Linked DNA regions of Sus scrofa: region 2 is linked to region 1. A link is a contact called in public HiChIP or PLAC-seq data. All regions are on one chromosome and are shown on one strand. The core of a region is the stretch at or near the end of the contact, and the rest is flanking DNA. Distances in the headings are between cores, read along the strand shown. Region 1 holds the start of ELF2 (ETS-related transcription factor Elf-2). Region 2 holds the start of NOCT (nocturnin).

What was found. HiChIP or PLAC-seq counts read pairs in DNA pulled down with a chosen protein or histone mark.
Region 2: a contact with region 1 is called in an H3K27ac HiChIP or PLAC-seq map of alveolar macrophages. The contact joins the promoter of NOCT here to the promoter of ELF2 in region 1. A contact is called at or near these places in 2 of 5 promoter capture datasets (fetal liver and liver), 11 of 47 Hi-C or Micro-C datasets (blood, brain, fetal heart ventricle and 6 more) and 2 of 2 datasets of contacts at active chromatin or transcription factors (alveolar macrophages and skeletal muscle).

The regions. Positions count from the first base shown.
Region 1 is chr8:87,768,595-87,775,862 of Sscrofa11.1, forward strand. ELF2 (ETS-related transcription factor Elf-2) reads left to right here and starts at 6,000. Exons shown (of 10, transcript XM_021101570.1): 1 at 6,000-6,251.
Region 2 is chr8:87,907,543-87,914,430 of Sscrofa11.1, forward strand. NOCT (nocturnin) reads right to left here and starts at 1,689. Exons shown (of 3, transcript XM_003129187.4): 1 at 1,311-1,689. The coding sequence starts at 1,500. LOC110262015 (a long non-coding RNA gene) reads left to right here and starts at 5,274. Exons shown (of 3, transcript XR_002346497.1): 1 at 5,274-5,664.

The DNA of each region.
Region 1 (7,268 bases), core at 4,750-7,249:
GACAGGGAACACAGCCAGTATCACTCAACCATCTGCAGTAGTGCCTGCTATGTTAGGCAGAACAGGGATGCCAAACAGAGGCGAGTAGGGCTGCAAAGTGGCAACAGTGCCCTACAAATTTTGGGGACTAGGACCTGAGACTGGTGTCAAGGCTGATGAGAGGGCAACATTTTTCATTCTTGATTTTTGGAAATGTACGGTTGAAACAAGGCTGCCTTTTGTTTTTTGCTTTTCTTCAGTTACACCCAAGGTATGCAGAATTCCCACGCCAGGGATCAAACCTGAGCCACAGCAGTGACCATGCTGGATCTTAACTGCTAGGCTACCAGGGAACTTCCTACTGTGTAACTTTGAACAAGTGGTTTAACTTCTCATACCTACAACATGAACTGTAGGATAGGATAATTATACAAATCTTATAAGATTAATGAACACAAGTATCTAGCTGTATACTAGTAGGGGCCAATATTATTATTATTATTTATTTTTTTTGTCTTTTTGCTATTTCTTTGGGCCGCTCCCGCGGCATATGGAGGTTCCCAGGCTAGGGGTCGAATCGGAGCTGTAGCCACTGGCCTACGCCAGAGCCACAGCAACGCGGGATCTGAGCTGCGTCTGCAGCCTACACCACAGCTCACGGCAACGCGGATCGTTAACCCACTGAGCAAGGGCAGGGATCGAACCCGCAACCTCATGGTTCCTAGTCGGATTCGTTAACCACTGCGCCACGACGGGAACTCCCCAATATTATTATTTACCACTACTAAAATAATGCCATACACTCTAATTAGCTGACCAGTATGAAAAAGCTCCAGAGAAGAAAGCAAATAAATAATGGGAAAAACAAGGCTTTTGGTTTGTGCTTCTAATCTTTAGAGTGACCCAAGAAATGAATGGAAAAAAAATTTCTATTAACTCATTTTAACTAGTAGCATGGAAGATAGAGGTAAATGTGCTTGAAAACTAGTCAGCCTACAGACATGGAAATTTATTTCAGATCTTTCTTCATGGAAGATATTTATCTTTGTGTTTTAATTAATTACTACAGCATTTATCCTGAATTTTATTAAGAAACCAATTTCATTCAGAAATTTTAAGGATTAATATAATCTTAAATCACTAATAAAATGTCATGTACATTTCATTTGGACTTTTAGTTTTTAATGAAGATAATGAGGCAAAATCTGCTTTAAAAAATTGGCTTTAACACTGAAAATATCAGAAATCCTAACCAGAATAAAGTGTAATCCATCTTAAATGCTTCAAATATTTTAAAACAGCAATATGTTATTTAAAAGTAATTCATTTGTGGATAGAATTAGTAAAGTGCTTCCAACTAAAGCACTAAAGAGAAGGCTGCTTTTTAAATATATCAAGATCTCAAATTATGAAATGGCTTAAAGTATTTATTTTACTAGAAAACATTACATGGTAAAATTATAAATGAGGATTTGGCTTCCCTTTTATATTAAAAATTTTATACTTTCTGCTTGTTCTACCTGATTGCATTTGATGGTACAAATTTTTTTCTCAAGAACAATCTCATTGGATTCTGGAAACTTAACATGTTCCTGCAAAATTATTTTGGTTTTCATCATCCTCTTAGGCAGGCCTCTTATAACTTATTTAATATACAATATTGAAGAGATTCTGATTCATAAAAGGCAAGAAGTTACCTAAAACAGTTTTGGGACTGGGTTCCTTTGCAGACCCATGGCATGGGACAGTTATGAATAATTATCTTTAGAGAAGCCCAGAAAGGGGTGGTGGAAGGGATGGGTACAGTGGCTCACCGATAAGGTTGGTTAACACCAAAATATAAACGGGACAGTTGCCCAGAACTAACTATTCTTTAAAGAGAGATAAAAGAAGAGATTTTTTTTTTCTGGCTGTTCTTACAAAGTCTACATAGTTCTTGATAACCTGGGATTTGCCTGCTTGCAATGAGGGAAACCAACAAGTTTAAAGACTATGTCAGTCACTCAAAATTCACCACTGTGGAAGGCCCTAGTGATAGCCAGCTTCTAACATGGCCCTAGTGATCCTCATTTTTCCATGTTCACGTCCATGTAGTGCCCTCCCACACTGAGTTGGGAGTGGTTTGTGTGACCAGTAGAATAGGGCATAAGTGATGGTGTGTGACTCCCAAGGCTGGTCAGAAAGCAGCACGGGGAGTTCCTATCATGGCTCAACAGAAATGAACCTGACTAGCATCCATGAGGACACAGGTTTGATCCCTGGCCTTGCTCAGTAGGTTAAGGATCCGTCAGCTGTGGTGTAGGTCAGTGGCTACAGCTTTGATTTGATCCCTAGCCTGGGAAACTCCATATGCCCCAGGGTGAGACCCTTAAAGTAAAAAAAAATAAATAAAAAATAAAGGCAGCATGGCATTCTCTTGTTCTCTTGGATTACTCACTTTGAAGTGTTATAAGTGACTAAAACCTTATTTCATCAACTATAACTTAAAGCGTCTAAGGATGCGACCAAGAAAGAGAATTTCCAATTTGGGAGGACAAATGATTTACTGGCTACCACTTGCTCGAAGAATTTAGTCTTCTCCTGCGTTCCACCTGTTGTTTATCATGCTCACACCTAAAGGGCCCTTCTCCCATTTAATAGTCTGATATAAAAGTGGGGAAAATCTCTTCTCTGGGCTAGCCTCTCATACTGAAGACAGGTTGAAATTTAAAAAGAGACTCAGATAATTAGAGAAAACAAATGAGAAATAAACAGAAAAGAAGTACAAATGCATTCTACCCAGTACATGTTGCATATAATCTTATTAATATTTAATCTATATATACTTGCATGTAGATGAATATAAATGCACAGAAAAAAGTCTGGAGGCTAAAATGCTAAACTTTTATGGTTGCCTGTGGAACAGTGGAGGTATGGGATGGCTGGGTATGTGTCGGGTATGAGTGGAAAGAAAACCAGAGAAGGAAAGCAGATTTGGCTTTTTAAAAAATCTATTTTGTATTATCTGAAAATTACTGATGAGAATGTATTAATGAAACACTTGTATAATTAAAAAATTAACTGTAATATTAAAAAAGAAGCAAAAGTAATCTAGTTATCACATAGAGATCTATTCTGTAATCATGCTAGGATTGCTGCTCATATCAGCCCTTTCCTTCTGAACCTGAGGTCTTTTGAATGCTTTGCTCAAACTTTCTGGGTTCCTTACTTCACTGGCTTCTGTAAGGGATGTCTTTCCAAGACTATCAAAGAGCTGCCTCAGAGACATCAAGTTGGGCAACTCCAAGGCCAATCTCAAGAGAGCAGGTTGCTCTCTTTCCTACTGTACCAGTCAATCAGTAACACTAATTCTGGGTAGCAAACCACCTCAAAACACAACACTCTTTTTTTTCTTTTTCATTTTTGCAGATCACTGGCTTCAAGCTGGAGATAGTTCAGGACCGCTTCATGTATCTCATTCTTCCTGTACTAGCAGACTACCCAGGCATATTCTTTACATTTCGAAAGGCAGATGTGAGAGAGGCAAGCAGCAACATGCAATACCCTTCCTAAGGTGAGGCTCAGAACTGTCACACTGTCATCCATATTCCTTTGGCCAAGAGCAACTGGCCAAAGAATGGAGTGGAGAAACATTCTGTCTCTAATGAGAGGAACTACAAAGCCACATTTCAAAGGGTGTGCACGGAGCAGTGAAAAATTGGGAACACTAATGTTATTCACCACTGTTTCTGCCTGGGACTTTCCAGCTTATTTCCAATTGACAGTAGGGGAGCTATATTTCTTCTCGTGGTAGTTGGAAACGGGAATGATTTGACCCAGCAGGCGAGATCTGTTCCTATCCACAGAAACCAGGCATTGTTGTTGCATGCTCCTTAATATGCCATGTTATTGTCATGGAGATGCAGTAGTACTGATTATTAATCCCTTACAAATATCAAAAAGGACAAAAGTTCCCTTAAGTGGTCGGTTATTTTACAGGAAATAGGGGATTAGAAATACTGCCCTGGAACGGGTGCTATTTGTAGTATCCTGTTATGAAAGGTTTGAATGTTCTAAGATTTTATACATTCTTTAGTTTAAAAAGGTGCCAAGAGTCGCCATATTTTAGAACTCAGGAATCCATAAAACTTCATCAATGTTCAGAGGATCTCTTTGACTAACCTTTTCTGCTGTCCAGATTTCCTCTCTGTTTAAAAGCAACGATCCCCAGAGTTGCTTTTTTAGAAAGGAAAGAAGGAATCCCGAGCCCTGCTTCGTATCACCCCTCTACATAAACAGGCATCAATAATAGCTTTGAAAAAAAAAAGAGAAGATCATTAAATTCTTAGGCTCTTTAGAGACTTAAGTCAGTAGGGTAGGGCCTCCTGTGGTTCTCTGACATTTGAGACCTATTCTAGGGTTATTTCTGTGATTTCCCATGTTACTTTCAAGAACAACTACCGCTTACATTCCTCAGTTTCTCCTTCGCTCAGGACTGGTTACGAAGACCCCAAAAAAGTAGGGCTAGAGCCCGGAAACGAACCTGGGGAATACAGCGCCACGTCCACTAGCGTACAAGAGTCCGAGAGGAGAGCAGGATTAGTCCCCACACGCACCGGGACAGGCACTGCTCTTTGTTAAACAAATATAAGAAAAAGCAGCGGCAGTGGTTGGAGGGGAATATATTGAAGCGCTAGTATGCATAACTGTGCATAAGAAAGGTCATTAATGATGCACGCCAAACACTGGGCAACCCCGGGCACCGTGTCATTGGCTTTTGTGCACTTGAAGGCGCGTGAATGCCCTGCTCAGAGGCTCCCCTTTGTGTGAAAGTGGGGAAACCAGAAGCATGCACCTACTGTTGGGTTTTAATTTTTGAATTTGTAGGCACTTGGACTAAAATACTCTTGCACCAACACACTCCCGCATTCTCGCATCGACAGTCGTCGAGCTTGAGTTACTTCTCCGTTCCTCGGCGGCCGAGGGAGGACCGACAATGGCTCGGGGCGAGCGTCCGCAGCTCCGGGGGCAGCGCCAAGGGGCCGCCCGCCGCGCTCCGCAGCTGCGCGCTGAGCCCCACCGCCCGCCAGTCAGCAAACGCGGGCACCAACCGCCGCGCGGCCCGGCGGTTGGGCGGGTGGTAATTTCTGGGAATGGGGCGGGGTCCGCGGGGGTACGAGGCTGGGCGTTTGCTAGCGAGTTGAGGAAGGAGGGTGAGGAGGAGGAGGAGGAGGAGGAGGAATGGGCGGCGCCGAGAAGCCCGAGGCGGGCAGGGCGGGGCTCCATGAGCATCACGGGCCGGGGAGGGGCCGGGGGCGGGGCAGGCGGCGCGCTCCAGCCCGCCCGCGCCCCCACCCTCCACTTAGCCCAGGCTGAGGAGTGGAAACCGGACTGACCCGGGCTAAGAGTTTCCACAACCCAGTAACTGTCAGGCTGCCTGAGTGTGGAGCCGTCCCTGGAGGAGAAGGGTGGAAGTCCAGAGCGGGGGTGGGGTGACAGCTGGGGCCCGCGGGGGTCTTCAGAGAGTGGCGAGAGTGTGTGCGAGCGGTCCCAGCCGGCGGGGAGAGGCGGGCGGGCGCTGCAGGTGCACGCGCGGCCGCGCCACCCCCACGAGCCGGCCAGTGCTTGAGAGCCTCCGCGCCAATCCCGGGCTGGGGCCGGAGCCAGGAGCGGGATGGGGGAGCCCGAAGCTGGGAGCAGCTCTAGTGGCGAGAGTCTTTACCTGAGAAAGCAGGTTTGGGAGAAGTTAGAGGATACCGGGCGGGTGGATTCGAGTGAGCCGCAGAGGCTTGTTTGGCGGGCTGGTAGGGGCCAAGGGCGACGGGGCCCCACGGGGTATAAATAGCCGGCCGGGGTTTGACAGGCGCAGCAGTGACTGGCGGTGCCGCCCCCCCTCGCCGCGTGGGGAGGGGAGGAGCGCTCGGAGCGAGCGGGGTGGGGGAAGCGGACTCGAGTGTCCTGGTGGCGGCGGCAGGAGGCCGAGTGGGAGGAGCCGAGGCGGGGGGTGGAGGGAGGGGAGCAGGGCGAGGGCGGGGGCCACCATTGCTCCCCGCGCCGGGCTCTGTGTCGCCGCCGTCGCCTCGGCGGTTGGGGGGTCGGTGGAGCGGCGCGGGCGAGGGGCTCTGCGCGGGGCGGCGCGCCGCTGTTTTGTCTTTTCTCCCAGCGAAGCGGCTCGGGCAGCTGGGAGGCCCCGGCTCCCTCCGGACGCCTGGCCAACGGCGGCGGGGACTAGTCCGCGGCCCTGCTGGGAGAGAAAGCGAAGCGGAGGTCTTCCCCGGCGACGCGGAGAGCAGGTAAGAGCGCGGGCCGCCGATGCTGGTGGGAGGGAGCGCGGAGGGTGCGGCGAGAAAGCCTCGCTGTCCCGTGTGCCGCCGCCTCCCTCCGCGCCCCCGCCCCGCGCCTGTGTTGTTTGCTCCCGGGTTTGCGGAGGGTTTTCCGGAGGCTGTGGCGGTGACACTGGACTGGCAGCGGGGGAAGGGGGCTGAGTGCCCCCGGGCAACGGTCGGGGAGGAGACTTGGAGAAAGGGGAAGGCGCGCGGCGCGCTGGCCTGCGGGGAGCGCCGGGCGCGGGGCAGGGCTGAGGGAAGAGGTTACGGACCCCGGCGGGGGGGGGGATGGGCGGCGCGCAGCTGGTCTCGCTGTGTTTACATCGCCGCGCGAGTCACCTCGGCCGAGAAGCGGACTGAACTGACCCGCCTTATCCCGCGGGGAGGCCAGGGCGGGGGTCCGGCTCCGGAGGAAGCGCGTCCTGGGAGGGTCTGTAGGGCGGGAGGCTGCGGCCGGCGCCGGGGCAGGGCGGCGAGCTCGGGGCGGGACCAGGGAGGCTCTGGCCGCGTGGGGTGGCGTGGAGGGCTGGAGACCAGTTTCCTTCTCAGTCGGGCCTTTTCGCCGCCTCTTACCTTTCCTTCCCTCCGCTACTAGCTGGCAGGGCAGGTTGTACTCGGTCATTCTTCCATTCTCGCTCTCCACTCCGGCCCGCTGCTGCCACTTCCCCTATTCCCCCGGGAGTCGGGAGGCAGGGCTCCGGTAGGAATCTGTTTTTTAAACAAAACAAAAACGGGCACTTTAACACGCGCGTCCAGTGACCGCCTTCTGGACCCTCTCTTCGCGAAGCTAGCCCTCAGAGACTGTGCTCCTGGATGCGTGAGGAACGCGGGAGGAGGACGATGAGGGCCCTGCTGGGGCTGGTACTGACTGCCGGAGCAGCTTTGCGAGCCAGGCAGCACAGTCCCCTCTCTTGCTCCACTTGGGCATTTTTATTTCATGTCAATAAAGGACAGAAAATATTCCATTTCCCCGAGATCCAGATT
Region 2 (6,888 bases), core at 439-2,938, 130 kb after region 1:
TTTGAGTGATCAAGCGATGAGCATATAAATCGCATTCATGAATTCCTTCCAACAAGTTGCTAAAGCGAAAACTGAATGAATCCAGAAAATTGCCTAGCTCTTATAGTAGTAATTATCTACAATAATGTCTTTCAATTTCTTTATTTGTAATACCACGGGATATCAGAGAACTTCTAGAAAGTTCATTAAACACCTGCGTCAAAAGCCCAAGATCCCAAATGTTGTGACCTTTCTTCCCCAGCTAACAGCACAGCTATCTGTCTGTATTACACAAACTATCTGTAGTCCCAGAATGAACCTACTGACTAACTCTGCCTCTGAAGGACTCAGAGAGAATTTAAGGTAAGAGGTTAAGATATGAGATATGATCCAGGAGACACCAACTGGTTTTCTTTAATTTCTCCCACCTCCAACCTAACAATGTTCCTCTTGAAGATTCCCAGCAAGAAAAAAACACCAGCAGTTATTAGGTGGTATCCATTCTAACAGTAATTTCACAATGTGCCAAATTCCTATAGAACCGGGAAAGAAGATCTCAGTGACTGTCAAGTGCATCTCTTTACACTTTTTTCGGTGTGATAAAATTGCCAGGTTTGAAACAGAAGCTTTATTCCTAAAAGTATGAGTAATCTGTATGTAAATTGTGGCCGCCCTAATGAGTCCTCAGGCTGAAACCAAGGTGGCAAAATAGGGGAAGTCCAGAGCACGTGACACGGAAAACTGACTCTCTGAAAACGGATGGCATCACCTTTACACGATCTTAACCCAGGTATACAGGACGCAAAATGACATAAATATTAAGAGTGGAAGTCTCCGAACAATTTTCAAATAAATGTAAAAAGAGTCAATGCGCAAGTGATTCTTTTGTAACATAGTTAGCATGACATTTAAAAAAATTCAGAGCATCTAAGTCGTACAGGCCATATGATCCAATGAGTGTTTTTTCTTTTGCATAAAATGTTTCATCACGATTAGAAGTAAAACCAACAGAAATCATCTGCGGCCTCGGAAGGGGGAAGCTTAACCTAGGTCAAGAGCGAGAAATACTGAAAGCGCGGCATGCGACGATAAACGGGAAGCTACCACCGGGTTCCAGCTCTTACCGGACGTGCAAGCCCCAGGCCAGGGAAGGCGAGGGCAGAGGGGCAAAGAGTAGCGGAGACCGCGGCTCAGCGAGAGGAGGACACGCTTCCCCGTCGGACCCCACCGCCCGGCAGCCCCCGGCTTCTCATTCATTCCGCGCGGTCTCCAGGTGGCGGCCGCGCGTTGGCCGCCGCCGCGTTCTCCGCCCGGAACCACCGTGCACTCACCTGTTCGGGACGACGACCTCGCGGCGCCCTGGGCCGCAGAGACCGCCGCCAGGAGCCGGGGGGATGCGGGCCTGGGGCCGGCGGCGGGCGGGGGCGAGCGGCGGCGCGGCGGCGGGCCGGGCGGGCGGCGCAGGCCGGGCGCGTCCCTCTGCAGCAGGGCGGAGCAGAGCCGCCGCGGGCTCTGAAACATGCCGGGCGCCGCTGCCACAACCGCCGCGGCTCCTCGCGCGCCCACAGATCCTCGGGGCCCGGCCGAGCCGAGCCGACTCTCGGGTCAGTCCAAGCAGAGATGCCCCGGCTCCTTCTCGCGCAACCGCGGCTCGGCGGAAAGTCCTGGACCTCGAGCCGGAGACGGAGAGGTGGCAGCAGCTGCTACGAGGCGGAGCCGCTGTCTGCCGCGGGCCGGCGAGAGCTGGAGGATAACCGGCCAGAGCCGCGAGCTGACAAAGTGGGCGCTACCAAGCGGGACCGGCAGAGGGGGATCCGCGGGACCGGAGCCCAGAGCGACCAGGGTGGGACTCCCAGAACCGGTGTGATATTGCTTCGACAGGAAGAAGAGCTTAAGGTGTTTATTGGATGGAGGCCGTGGGAGGCCCAAAGTAACAAGTGATTCTTTGGTGCGATTTTAAAGAAATGTATCTCCCCTTCCGCTGGCTGTAGTAGAAACGCCCACAGGCTGGGAGTCCCGAGACCTTTCCAAGGCTCTGGCCCTGGGGACACGTGTGTGTCCGAGTGGAAGGTAGCATTTGTGTGTACGTGTGAGAGTACATGTGAATCCGGCAAAGGGCGTATGCCTCCGGCCCTTTCGGGAGGATATACTGCGTTAAACGAAATTAAGCATGATAGGACCCGGAGTGTGTGCGAGGGCGGTGCTAAGACAACATCCCTCTCCTCAAGGATGTGATACTCAGGCAAAGGGGGCCGAAGGTAGCAAGAGAAATCAGACCTTAAAGCTCAACAAGGCAGATTAAGATCAGTGTCACAAGTTTCCGCAAGGCTGGTGATAGAAGTCATAAACAGGCCTGGGATTTCTAGATGGGCTTTGAGGTCTAAGATTTACACTTGTGGAAATTGGGTGGGAAGTGGTGATGATTTACACATGAAGGAAGAGAATAAAGAGAAAGCCCTAAGTGTATTTGGAGGAACAGTTCTTAGTTCTATAGGATGGAAGGTAAGGAGTAAGAAGACAGATGCTTGGATAGGTTATATAACCTCTGCCTATGGAAGGCAGAGATGAGACTACATCTAATATGGTAGGAAATTGTGAGCTGAGCAAGGATATATCTTAGGACCGTGCTTTTTCCCTCTCTTTTCTTTTTCTTTCCTCCCTCCTTTCTTTTCTTTTCTTTTCTTTCTTTTCTTTCTACCCCACCCCCACCCCACGAATCTTACTGAGCCACAGCAGTGGCAACTGTGGGATGCTAAACCCCTAGGCCATGGGAAACCCCAGCCTGACTTTAATTGGAGGTCATGTATCTCAGGGGACATGGAAAGGCAGGAGAGAGTAGACCCATGGATACGAAAGATAGTCTAGACCTGTATCTGGTACTGGAAAAGAATGAATGGAAGAAACAGCTCAGATAGATTGCGCAGAGAACAATGACTAATCAGTAAGGGAAGAGTGGTGGTTGCCAAGACTGGATTCCTCTCTGAATGACTTATGAATGAGAAATGTTTTCTTGTTGGATTTCCCATGATTTTGCTGGTTCTTCTGTCTTGTGGAATTGGAAGCTTTTCATTACCAAGGATATTCAAAACATTTTTGAGACCTGGGCTGTATATCTGAACCCAGAGGGTGTGGAGGCGTCAGCTGGCTCAAGTTGATCCTAACTCCTGGGAGACAGGCTTCTTGGCAAATTAGTAAATCTTCTGTTTCCTTATCTATAAAAACAGGTAGAATCATACCTTAGTCATTAGGTGAAATAAAAGGCAATGAGAAAATTTGTCAATAAAAAGCATTTTGCAAATATATCAAAATTTTGAATTAGAATCCAGGGTCTATAGGAGTTCACTTACAATTGTTTTTCTTTTCCATATGTTTGGATATATTCAAAATAAAGTGCTGAAAGTACTATTCGAATATAAACTGTCATTTTTTATTTTTTAAAAGTTTTATTGAAGTATAGTTGATTTACAATGATGTGATGATTTCTGCTGTACAAAAGAGTGATTTAGTTATACATATACACATAGTCATTCTTTTTCAAATTCTTTTCCCATATAGGTTATCACAGAACATTTAGTTCCCTGTGCTATAAAGCATATCCCAGCTGCCGATCCATTCCATAAAATACTTAAACTGTCATCATATATATGCCAGGACCTGCGACCTCATGATTTCTTTTTTTTTTTTTTTTTTTTTTTGGCCACACCTGAGGCATTCGGAAGTTCCCTGCCCAGGGATCAAACCTGTGACACAGCAGTGACAATGCCCAATCCTAAACCGATAGGCCACCAGGGAACTGCTAAACTGCCATTATTAAACGGGATTCGAAGTGCATGCTGTTCTGAAAACAGGTCAGTAGTATTATTTTTGTTATATATTAAATGCAGTATACTTTAAGCAATCAGAAAAATATAAATTAAAACTTTATTCACTTCAAAAACTCAGCTGAGTAGCATTGAGAACTTTGTCTAGATACTCATGTTGCAACAGAACAAAGGGTGGGGAAAAAATGTAATTGTAATGTATACATGTAAGGATAACTTGATTCCCTTGCTGTACAGTGGGGAAAAAAAAAAACAACTCACTCAGTAAGCGTTTGTTGAGCACATATTAAGGCTCTTCGTTAGGGCACATGAAAATGAACTGAACAAAGTCTGCTCAGTCTAGTGGATGAGACATCGTATAAACACAAATACTTACAATCATCTGATAAAAAATACAGAATCATGATATGAACGAGCTTCTGTGGAAACACAGAAGAGGAAGTCCCTGACTGCCTGGAGAAGTCAGGAGAGGTTTTTTGAACAAAGTGATTTCCAGGCAGAAAGAAAACAAACAGCAAGGGAATGACAGTAGGGGTGTTTCAGGAACAGTGAGTACCACACTTTAATAAGCCTTGAGTACCCGGTGTCTGAAAGGGCGGGGCAGGAGGTGAGGTGGAAGCTGTGGGCAAGAACCAATCGTCAAGGGTTTTCAGAGGAGTTTGGACTTTATCCTGGAGGTCCTGGGAAACCTTGGAAAGCCAGGTAGGTTGTACTTTGAGGGTGGCATTTTGGAAAGATTCCCTGTCAGCAGTGTGGAGGATGGATGGAAGACCAGGAAAGAATAAGAACAGTGCTGGTGAGGAAGAGTTCCAGGCAGGTCAGACTCTCTGGAGGAGGGAGGGGCAGGGTAGGGCATGCTTATCGGCAAAGAAAACCACTCAGGTGATTCTAATGCACATCCTTGTTCCTCCCTCAACATGACCTCCCAAACAATTAAACCAGCAGCAGGGATGGTGGACTATGAAGGAGACGGAACCACAGGGTTGAGCCAGAGATAAAATCCAGGGGGCGGGGAGTTCCCATTGTGGCCCAGCAGGCCACATTGCTTAGGATAAGGGTTTGATCCCTGGCTTTAAGGATCTGGTGTGTGTTGCCGAGAGCTGTGGTGTAGGTCGAAGACGAGGCTCAGATCCTGCGTGGCATCGGCTGGTGGCTGCGGCTCTGATTTGACCCTTGGCCTTGGACCTTCCATTATACCACAGGTTCGGGCCTACCACCCCCGCCCCCCCCACCCGCAAAAATTAAATAGATCAATCCAGGGGGCAAGGGAGGAGAGTCCAGCTTCTAGAAATGAGTTAAGTGACAGGTTGATAATGGTACCAAACAAGGAAAACAGGTGGAGATGCCTTTGTCGGGGAGGGCACTGAGTTAAGAGCAGAGCATTTAACTGAGATGGGTCCCGGGAACACCCAGGTGGAGTCACTTTGTAGGCAAATAAAATTAAGGGCCTGGAGTTCATGGCAGGGTCAGGGCCACACACTATTGAGAGTCTACTAGTTGAAGCCGTGGATGATGAGGTCACTCACGAAAAGCCTTTTAAGTGAGAGAAAAGTATTCAGGATGAAATCCCTGTGAAACACACGCCTTTCAGGATCATTGGAAGGGAAAAAGACTTGAGAGAAGAACCGAGAGATTGGTATCTGGGAAATAAGAGACAAGTTTCTGGAAGAGTGGGACGGTGATGAATGCTCCCAAGAGGTCGAGGCAGCCAGTGAATCCTCTGGATTTGACAAAGAGAAGTGCTCTTTGTGTGAACAGCTGCACATCGGCGGCGTGGTGGTGGCGGTGGTGGAAACCAGATGGCAGTGGTCCCAGGGCCTGGCAGGCAGGAGACCAATGAAAGAACAATAGGCTAAAGAATGAGGTGAGCTTTCTTTTTCTCTGAAGATTGGAGCAACCTCAAAATCTAAATTGAGGAGGAGTCAGGAAACAGAGATGTTGTAGGAATTCCCCAGTTGGCTCAGTGGATTAAGGATCCGGCATTGTCACTGCTGTGGCTCATGTTTGATCCCTGGCCTAGGAATTTCTGCAGCTGAAAAAGAACTTTATCATAGAAGTTGTAGTTTTTCCCCTGTTGAGACTTTCTGCTTAGCACTGCTATTTTCAAAGCAGTTCCACTAGTTCCTTTATCCATTAATGCCTAACTTCAGCTGTCTTAAGTGAAGGTATATCCATACCTATCCCTGCACACATACAGATACCTACACATATGTGGACTTGAGGGGAAAGGAAATCGCTCTCTTCCTCTTCTTTTTCTTGGCCAAGGCCATGGCACATGGAAGTTCCCAGACCAGGGATGGAACATGTGCTACAGCAGTGACCTAAGCTGCTGCAGTGACAATGCCAGATCCTTAACCTTCTGAACCACAAGGGAACCTCTTCCTCTTCTTATAATACCAGCAATCCTATTGGATTAGGGCCCTACCCTTATGATCTCATTTAATCTTTATTAACTTCTTGAAGGCCTTTTCTCCAAATATAGTCATATTAGGGGTTAGGGCTTCAAACTATGAATTTGGGGTGAGAGGGAACATATTCAGTTCACAGCACTGTACAGACCAATGGTGTATCAGTTGATAAGTAATCAAAACAAAACAAAGTAATGAACACTCTAATTCTATCACTTTATTCTTCAGTGTATTTTTTCTTTTCCTTTTTCTTTTTAGGGCTGTACCTGTGGCACGTGAAGGTTCCAGACTAGGGGTCGAACTGGACCTGCAGCTGCTGGTCTATACCACAGCCACAGCAATGCCAGATCTGAGTCGTGTCTGCGACCTACACCATAGCTCATGGCAACACCAGATCCTTAGCCCACTGAGCAAGGCCAGGGATCGAACCTGGGTCCTCATGGTTACTTGTCGGATTTGTTTCCACTACACCACAATGGGAACACCCTACTCTTCTGTTCTTAATAAACTGAAATGAAATTGCCTTTAGTGTATGTAAAAATGCAGAAAAATCCCAAATGCTTTGACCGTATGTTTATAGTCATGAAAGACATTCATTCGAAAATTTGTTAGATTCTGTAGGAGTTTTTTTTCATGTATTATGTCCTTTTTCAGAGTTCCTGTTATGACTCAGGGGTAAG